Regions from separate parts of the Sus scrofa genome. Here all the other regions are linked to region 3. The links are chromatin contacts, called in public HiChIP or PLAC-seq maps. All regions are on one chromosome and are shown on one strand. The core of a region is the stretch at or near the end of the contact, and the rest is flanking DNA. Distances in the headings are between cores, read along the strand shown. Region 1 has its middle 41 kb from the start of VPS54. Region 2 has its middle 20 kb from the start of VPS54. Region 3 has its middle 82 kb from the start of PELI1.

What was found. HiChIP or PLAC-seq counts read pairs in DNA pulled down with a chosen protein or histone mark.
Region 1: a contact with region 3 is called in an H3K27ac HiChIP or PLAC-seq map of alveolar macrophages. The contact joins two enhancer-like sites. A contact is called at or near these places in 2 of 2 datasets of contacts at active chromatin or transcription factors (alveolar macrophages and skeletal muscle).
Region 2: an H3K27ac HiChIP or PLAC-seq map of alveolar macrophages shows a contact between it and region 3. The contact joins two enhancer-like sites. A contact is called at or near these places in 2 of 2 datasets of contacts at active chromatin or transcription factors (alveolar macrophages and skeletal muscle).

Annotation. Positions count from the first base shown.
Region 1 is chr3:77,814,125-77,816,824 of Sscrofa11.1, reverse strand. No RefSeq gene overlaps it. Among named protein-coding and RNA genes, the nearest start is that of VPS54, 41 kb to the left of the region's middle. Within about 2 kb of position 1,279, at least 27 of the 83 cell types and tissues checked have an H3K27ac peak or open chromatin away from gene starts, as enhancers often do. A contact at or near this core is called in alveolar macrophages and skeletal muscle, where this site is marked.
Region 2 is chr3:77,834,674-77,837,373 of Sscrofa11.1, reverse strand. No RefSeq gene overlaps it. Among named protein-coding and RNA genes, the nearest start is that of VPS54, 20 kb to the left of the region's middle. Within about 2 kb of position 1,448, at least 5 of the 83 cell types and tissues checked have an H3K27ac peak or open chromatin away from gene starts, as enhancers often do. A contact at or near this core is called in alveolar macrophages, where this site is marked.
Region 3 is chr3:77,657,145-77,659,844 of Sscrofa11.1, reverse strand. No RefSeq gene overlaps it. Among named protein-coding and RNA genes, the nearest start is that of PELI1, 82 kb to the left of the region's middle. Within about 2 kb of position 1,329, at least 49 of the 83 cell types and tissues checked have an H3K27ac peak or open chromatin away from gene starts, as enhancers often do. A contact at or near this core is called in alveolar macrophages and skeletal muscle, where this site is marked.

The DNA.
Region 1 (2,700 bases), core at 30-2,529, 160 kb before region 3:
AACGCAAAAATATCATTCTGAGGAAGGCAAATCAAACTCTTGTCCAAGGTGGTTACATTCCAAGTGAGGAGGAGATAGGTAATAAACATGTAAATAAATAATACAATTTCAGGAACTAAGGGCTACGAAGATAAATAGAGTAATTTGGTCAGTGGTACCTGGGGTGGGATGTGGCTGCTTGACGACATCTGAGTTGAGGCCTGAAGGCTGAGAAGGAGGCAGCAGTATGACAATCTAGGGAAGAGTTTTGCTAATAAAGAAAGAGTAAGTGCAAAGGCCTTGGGGTCAAAATGAGGCTGGTGTATTTGAGGGCAGAAAGGTGGGCAGTGTGGCTGGAGCAGAGTAAGGGGGAAGGTTTGGAAGGAGATGAGGAGGTAAGGCTGAAGAGGGAGATGGAGTCAGTTCAAAGAGTGATAGGAAGCTATTGGAGGGTTTAAGGCAAGGAAGCTGGGAAGTGATAAGATCTAAATTATATTTTATTTTATTTTTTAATTTTTTTTATTTTTTGTCTTTTTGCTATTTCTTGGGCTGCTCCTGTGGCAAATGGAGGTTCCCAGGCTAGGGGTCTAATCGGAGCTGTAGCCGCCGGCCTATGCCAGAGCCACAGCAACACGGGATCCGAGCCGCGTCTGCGACCTACACCACAGCTTATGGCAACGCCGGATTGTTAACCCACTGAGCAAAGGCAGGGACCGAACCCGCAACCTCAGGGTTCCTAGTCGGATTTGTTAACCACTGCGCCACGACGGGAACTCCTAAATTATATTTTAAAAGATAAGTCTGGCTGCTTTGTGGAGAAGAGATTGTAGGAAGTCAAACATAGAAGCAAGGAGACCAGGGAGGAGACAATGGCAGAAAGTCCAATGACAGACATGGGCTTCTACTGCTGGCCCATACGCCGCTTTGGTGACTATCAGAAAAAGTCTCCCCTTCCCTTTGATGGTTCTGAATAGCAGATGGATATATGGGGTGCGAAGAAAAGAGAGGAATCCAGAATGACTCACGCTTGTACTGCCTAACTGGGTGGATAATGGCAGAATTCACACAATTAGGTTTTGCTTATACTCAGTTTGCGGACCATGAAGTTTTCACATGAAGTGGGTGTACCCAACATCACAACTGAAAACTTGGTAACATTTACCACACTGACATTGGCTTCCTCTGAGCACTGGAAACCTTATGCTGATGTAATGGAGATAACATTTATGAGATACTCAATCAGCATGTTTGCCTTCCCAATCAGCCCTGTCCCCATGGCTCACCCACCCATTGAGTCAATGTCATGCTTTGAGTCACGGGGAGGAAAAAAACCCAGCCAAGAGTGCATAGGTCATCATTTAGCTTTGAGTTTCAAAACAGGATTTAAAAAAATTCATAGGAAGACAATAGTTTGAAATTAAGTGCTTTTGATTCGTAAAAGCCAGACTTGGCTAAATGAAAAATATATGTAACTATACACGGATGAGGCGGAGCTTGGAGGACTGCCCCCACCCCAAGCAGGTCACAGACAGTGCCAGGAAGAACACAGGATGTGACGTGAGAGCCATTTTCCCATGACTGTCAGGGAAGATAAAAGTTTAAGCAGCAGCCAGGAAGCTGTGAGAGTCAGAGGGTATAAGCACAGGGTGCCCCAGAGGAGGGGTGGCGGAGCCCTAAGTTCAGGAGAGGTGTGGACCCTGTGTTCCCCTTTGGAACCAGGCCAACTGCAGAGAGGTGGAAATGTTAGGTTTGGGCAACCAGAGGCCTGGAGACCGTGCTCCCAGTTCCCGGGTCTGTGCGTGGTTGTCAGGAGACCCTGTCGGGGAATGATGGAGGTTGGCGGGGTGAATGGGCTGGAAGAGGCCTGGCCTTGGGCCAAGAAGGTATAAGGTGTGCGACCTTCAGATCCCAGTGAGTAGCTGGAATCACGGTAACCCAAAGGCCAGAGAGAACAATTTACTCACCAAAGCCTTGAGGCCAGGAAAGCCTGGCAGTTGGCAGGCCTTCCCTGCACCTCCCCTGTAGTGTGCCTGCCACCTGGGCAACATTCGGGGAAAGGGAAGGGGAGAGGAGAACCCTGGGATGAGAGAGAAACCCCGAAAGCCAGTGATTTCCCAAGGGAGACTGGTTTAAGGACCGAGGTGTTTTTAATTGGCAAGATCGAGTGTTTTCCACCTACATCAATGGGAACTTTTGAGCAAGAAGTCATTATAGACAATACAGTTACTATATATATATATATATATATATAAAACGTTTGTAAATCTGATATATTTTTTAATGTATCCATTTCAAATTTGCCGCATTAGAAAGGTCTGTATTTTCGTTGCATGAAGAAAACGCAGTTTCTGCACCTCCAGAGGGGGGAGGGGAGGGCAGGGATCAATTCTGTCAACACTGAATGCCTCCAGGGAGGGTAGCTGGGGGATAGAGGTGAAAGATTTATTTTTCACGGTATACCTTTTGTACCTTACTGCGTTTGTACCATGTGTAAGCATGAACTATTTAAAAAATAAGAAAAATAAAAGCTTCTGAAATGAAAAAAAAATGCTGACGCACAGAATCTAATATGCAGTGCTTGACAATGAACATTCAATACTTTTCATCTTACCAGGAATCTTCGAGCCACTTCTCCTCCTTGGTGTGTCTTGGGCTTATCCCTTTGCTTTGTGCTGATGTTGGTTTTGTAAGCTGTCTTGCCCCTGCGGCTAGCCGGTGGCT
Region 2 (2,700 bases), core at 199-2,698, 180 kb before region 3:
CTTGATTTTTCTCACTTAAAAAAAGAACACAGGCCCAAGGGTCACCAGGCAATTAAGACAAGCCCAAAACATCAGAGATAAGAAACAAACAGGAGTTCCCGTCATGGCGCAGTGGTTAAGGAATCCGACTAGGAACCATGAGGTTGCGGGTTCGATCCCTGCCCTTCCTCAGTGGGTTAACGATCCGGCGTTGCCGTGAGCTGTGGTGTAGGTTGCAGACGCGGCTCGGATCCCGCGTTGCTGTGGCCCTGGCGTAGGCTGGCAGCTCAGCTCCGATTAGACCCCTAGCCTGGGAACCTCCATATGCCACGGGAGCAGCCCAAGAAATGTCAAAAAAGACAGAAAAAAAAAAAAAAAAAAGAAACAAACACAAAAGGAACTTGGAGGAAACAAAGATAATATGGATACAGGAAAAAAAAAAAAGATATTTGAAAATTAAAAATATTATCACAGAAATAAAGCCCCAAAGCAGATCAGGAGGGAATATTGAAGACAAAGAAGACAAGGAGATGAAAAGTAGGATAAAAATGTAAGAGACTTAAAAAAAATCAAGCAGAAATTCCATTGTTCAGCTAGTTAGAATTCCAGAGAGGACAGAACAAATATGAAGAAGAAAAAATTATAAACAAAATCCAAAAAGCTTTATCTGATGTGAAGAAGGTGAGTCTCCAGGTTGACATAGTCCAGCCATCCAGCCTAACAAATGAAAAAAGGCCTGTAAGAATGACATGATGAAATAGTAGAGCACTGAGAATAAAATTTATAAGGGCTTCTAAAAAGGGGAAAAATGATTGCAGCAAAAGGAAGAAGAAACAATAACTTTAGGCATCTTAGTATTACTCAATTCTAGAAGTCAACTGAATATTATCTTCAACATTCTGTAGTGAAATTATGTTTAGCTAAGATTTTTTTATGTAACCACTAATACAGTGTGAGAGTAGAATAAAGACATTTTCAGAGATTCATGATCTCAAAAATTTGCTTTGGGAAATTACTATTTCAGAAGGAAATTGCTATTAGAAGGAAATTACTATTTCAGCAATTTAAGAGAGTCAACCAAGAAAGATGACAAGGAGTCCAGGAAACAGGGAGCTGACTCAGAGGATGGTGAAAGAAGTCCTAGAAGAACAATTATGCCTCAAAGTCTGGGTATTTAGCCTGATTAGATGAAGAGGACAGGGGTTTTGTTTTGTTTTGAGGAAAAAAATGGAACTGATAGATTGATGGTTTTGTGTTTGGAGATTTGGAAAAAAATATTGCTAGCCATATGAAGCTTGAAAAAAAGTCTTTATCTCTAATCATAATTGTGTAAATTCTAACTACTGAATTAATCAGAACATTTTTGCCTTGTGGCATTTTTGCCAAAAACCTTGCCATGTGACATTCAAAGATTATGATAAAATTAGTGGGAGGAGTTGTGGAAGGGAAGTGAGGGCAGAAGTTGAGTAACAGAGCTTAATCCTCAACCACCATAACAGGATGTCTTAAACTAGATCAAGAAAGAGCTGAATGAGCAAAGTACTTCAACACAAAGAGGTAAATAACAGATAAAACAGCTAGAGATTGAAAGTGGCAGTCTTTAAGAGCAGTATGGGTAAGAGATGGAGCAGAGGTCCAACTGCATCCCCACATAAGTCTTTTAGAATAATTTATTTTTTAAGAACCATGTGCCTATATTACATTGATGAAAAAAAACACAAAAACTACATTTAAAATATTTGCATAAGCTTTTCAGATAGAATTGGAGTTGATGGCCTAAAGGCTTACTTTTTAAGGTTTTTGCTATATGCTATCAAGTTGTCTCCCAGAGGTTGCTATCACTTTTACTGCCACCAGCATATATGACAATTATCAACTTCCTTACCTCTCCACTAATCTAGGTTATTTTTATCAAATATTTGCCAGTTGGATGGGGCAGAGGGGAGTTTCTAACCATTATTTGAAATACATTTTCTTTAAGGAGTCCTGCTTATGGCTGAGGCTAAATAGCATTCTCTCAGTTTGTTTCCTGTTAAATTTCTGGATTGCTGCTTGATGAAATTATTCATCTTCTATATGAGTATATGTCTTAACATTCTAGGCTTTAGATTTAGAGCAACTGCAAAAATTGCCTTCATTGTGAAGTAACAGAAAAGCTAACATATTTCAAATAGGATTATTTATTATTTAAGTGCCCAAACAAGTGCCTATTCCTAACTTTCCTATTTCTATTAATGTCCCAGTAATTTTGTACCCTTTCTTCTACATTTAGTCAGTCATCTAATTAAACAATTTGACTCTACATAGATTCTTCTACTCGTGTCCTTCCTATCCCCTCTTACCACTCAATTGTTGCTTTTGCTTTCAGGAAGATCTTGATAGATACTTCCAGATTTCCCTTCCAAAAGATTTTATATGAACCAATAGAGTAGAAGAACAACTTTGTCCTTGAACTGTTGACACTTGGTGTCAACCTTTTTGATCTTTACCAATCTAATAGGTGAAAAATAGATGATGTCTCATTTTAATTTGTATTTGTATTGCTTGTGTATGTAGCTAAAAATGTTTGATTTCTGCCTACGCCTCAGTAAACCAGCATTAGGTCACATAGACAGGCTCATTGCCTGGGGGCTCACAAAGCCAGCATTTACTTTACAGCCTTTACAATAGGAGGCAGGGAAGAAGGGGGCTGGAATGGATGTTGAAGGCATCATTTTTTTT
Region 3 (2,700 bases), core at 80-2,579:
CTACAGACCCATGCTGACATCTTCCATTCTGAGAATACAGTGCCCTACAGCAGCATGAAGAAGTTACAGAAGATGGATATTTGCCCTTAATCCCACAGAAGTGGAATGATGTTCGACAGAAGGGAACTGAAGGCAGCTATTTTGCCCTTTGCCTGTTGGCCCATTTCTGTTCTCTTCTAACTTTAAAAGAACCTAAGTATAGAAATGAGATCACTAGGCAATTTAACCTAACTCCAGACTTATGCTCTCCTGAATGCACACCATGCCTTGGCTAACCTGTTGATTCTTTTCCTAGATAAAAAGAATGAAAAAAATAATTTTTTTTTTTTTTTTTTTTTAATGACTAGCTCTCTACTCCCAACAACCCCCTAAGCAATCCTGCAGGCAGATGACTCTGGCAAGATAACATCTGAAGACAGAGTCAGCCTTCCTGCAATCGAGGGGGAATGATGCAGAATCCAGCGTCCTGCCTCCATGACTCACTGAGATTGTTCCCCCTTACACAATTTTTCCCTTTAAAAACTGTCAATGCTGAGCAGAATCTTCAGAGCTGGCCTCTGCCTGCCATCTCTCCAGACTGAGGGCTTTTCTGATTTAAAGCCCCTTTCCTTTGTATTGACAGTTGCCTCTCAAATTATCCTTTTATGAGTGGTAAGCAGCTGAACCTGAGTTCGGTAACAGGTATGGTTAATTCCCTGATTATGGCCCAACCAGAGCTAAGAGTATACGTATTTTAAAAGTTGACTTAAAAGTTTCTAGCCTATGACATAGCCTGACACCCATAGAAGCGTCATAGATTAGCTCATCAGAATGTGCAAATTAACATACCTGCCAGGACCCCTTGTGAGAGGGGGCATATTTAACGCAGAGTTTTACCTGTATGAGAGTTAAGAAGCACGCATTTAATAATACCCTGCTAACAGCTTACTCTCGGTTCTTTTCATGCTTACCAGTATTACGAAGAGAGTTTGTCTGGGAAACACCAGCAATTGCAGGTTGTGGTTGTAGAGGGACACTGAAAGACTTGATAAACTACAAGGAACAGCGAGCTCCCTTGACAAATCTTACCTGGCCTAGATTAGCAATTCTGGACTTCAGTTTTCATGTGCTCTCTCCTCTTTGTAGTTTTCAAAAAGCAAGCCCAGACAAAGCCCAGCTCCCTCCTCCCATCTAACCCCTATCTAAAAACCCCTATGCTCTATCTAAACCTTTTAGAGTCTGTGAAATCCGGGTCTCCGAGCACAAGGCGTCATGAATATTCATCCGGAGGCGTGGCCCCGCGGCGTGCGCGGCTCCGGGCAGCTGGGACCTGCTGAAAGGGCGCGCCAGCTGCGCGCAGGGGAAACAGTTCTCGTTTTGTGTGCAGGGCTGACAAGATGTCCAGCCTCAAGCCGGCAGGAGACGGCACATTGTGCGTGCGTGGGAGGGGCTTTGCCAAGACGAATGGACTTTTCTGAGGCAGGGCCTAGGAGCGAGCTGTCACTTGAGGGGCTCAAATCTCCCTGTCACCCACCTGCCAGAGTCTGTGAAATTCCATTGATAAAAATTCAGGCATTATCCTTTCCAGGAGTTTGTCCCTATTTGAGAAAACAAATACCCCTTGTGTGAATAATTGGAGGATTTTTATCCTCTGGTGGCACCTCTTCCTTTGCAATTCTCTCCAATGGAGACTTTCTTCTGCCTTCTCATGGCTAATTACAACTGCTCCACGCATTTAAAATTTTTTTCTTAGATCACCAAGCCATCTTTTCTCTAACTCCTCTCCATCATCTTTATTTAGTAGTAGTAGTATAGCAGTAGCAGTTAAAAAACAGACATCCTGGAAGTTCCCTTGAAGTGCAGCAGGTTAAGGATCCAGCATTTTCACTGCTATGGCTCAGGCTCCATCCCTGGCCAAGGAACTTCCACATGCCATTGGTGCTGCCAAAAAACAACATCCTGAATTAAAGTTCCAATTTGACCACTTACAATCTGTATGAATATTGCCAAGTCAACTGCTTTTGCCTCAGTTTCTTCATCTGTATAATTATAGGAGGTGATAATATCACCTACCTCATGGTGGTCTGAAGATGAAATTTTATTTATATACATACATACATACATAAAATATGAGAGTGTACCATTACATAATACTAATCATATGTAGTATATATTTATATATTAATGTATGGTGGTTGCATATTTACCCACCTATATATGATCATAAATATAAAATGTTTGTACAATGGCAGGCATATTTTAAACAGGAAGTGAAGTGTTATTTTTATTGTTATTTTGTCTTTTGTCTGGACAAGATTGGCAGAATTTAGCTGAGTATAAAACAGAATGGAAGTCAGCTGGGGTACATACTGCTGGAGGTGGAGTTCCATGAGAAGAAAAGAAGGCAAAAAACCACATCCACCAAAGTCAAGAAAAAAGTCAGACTTCATTTCCCTGGTGGTGCAGTGGGTTAAGGATCTGACATTGTAACTTCTGTGGCTTGGGCTGCAGCTGTGGTGCAGGTTCCATCCCTGGCCCCAGAACTTCCACATGTGGAGGGTCGGGGTGGGGGGGAGTCCCCTAAAGAGAACATAGAGGTCAGGTAGGAAGCTGGGATGGGATGCAGCTGAGAAGGGGAGTGCCAGTGGGGAAGTGTGGGAACCAAGCAGCTTGAGGAAGGATTACACACTGTGCAGAGGCAGTGATCACAGTACCACAACA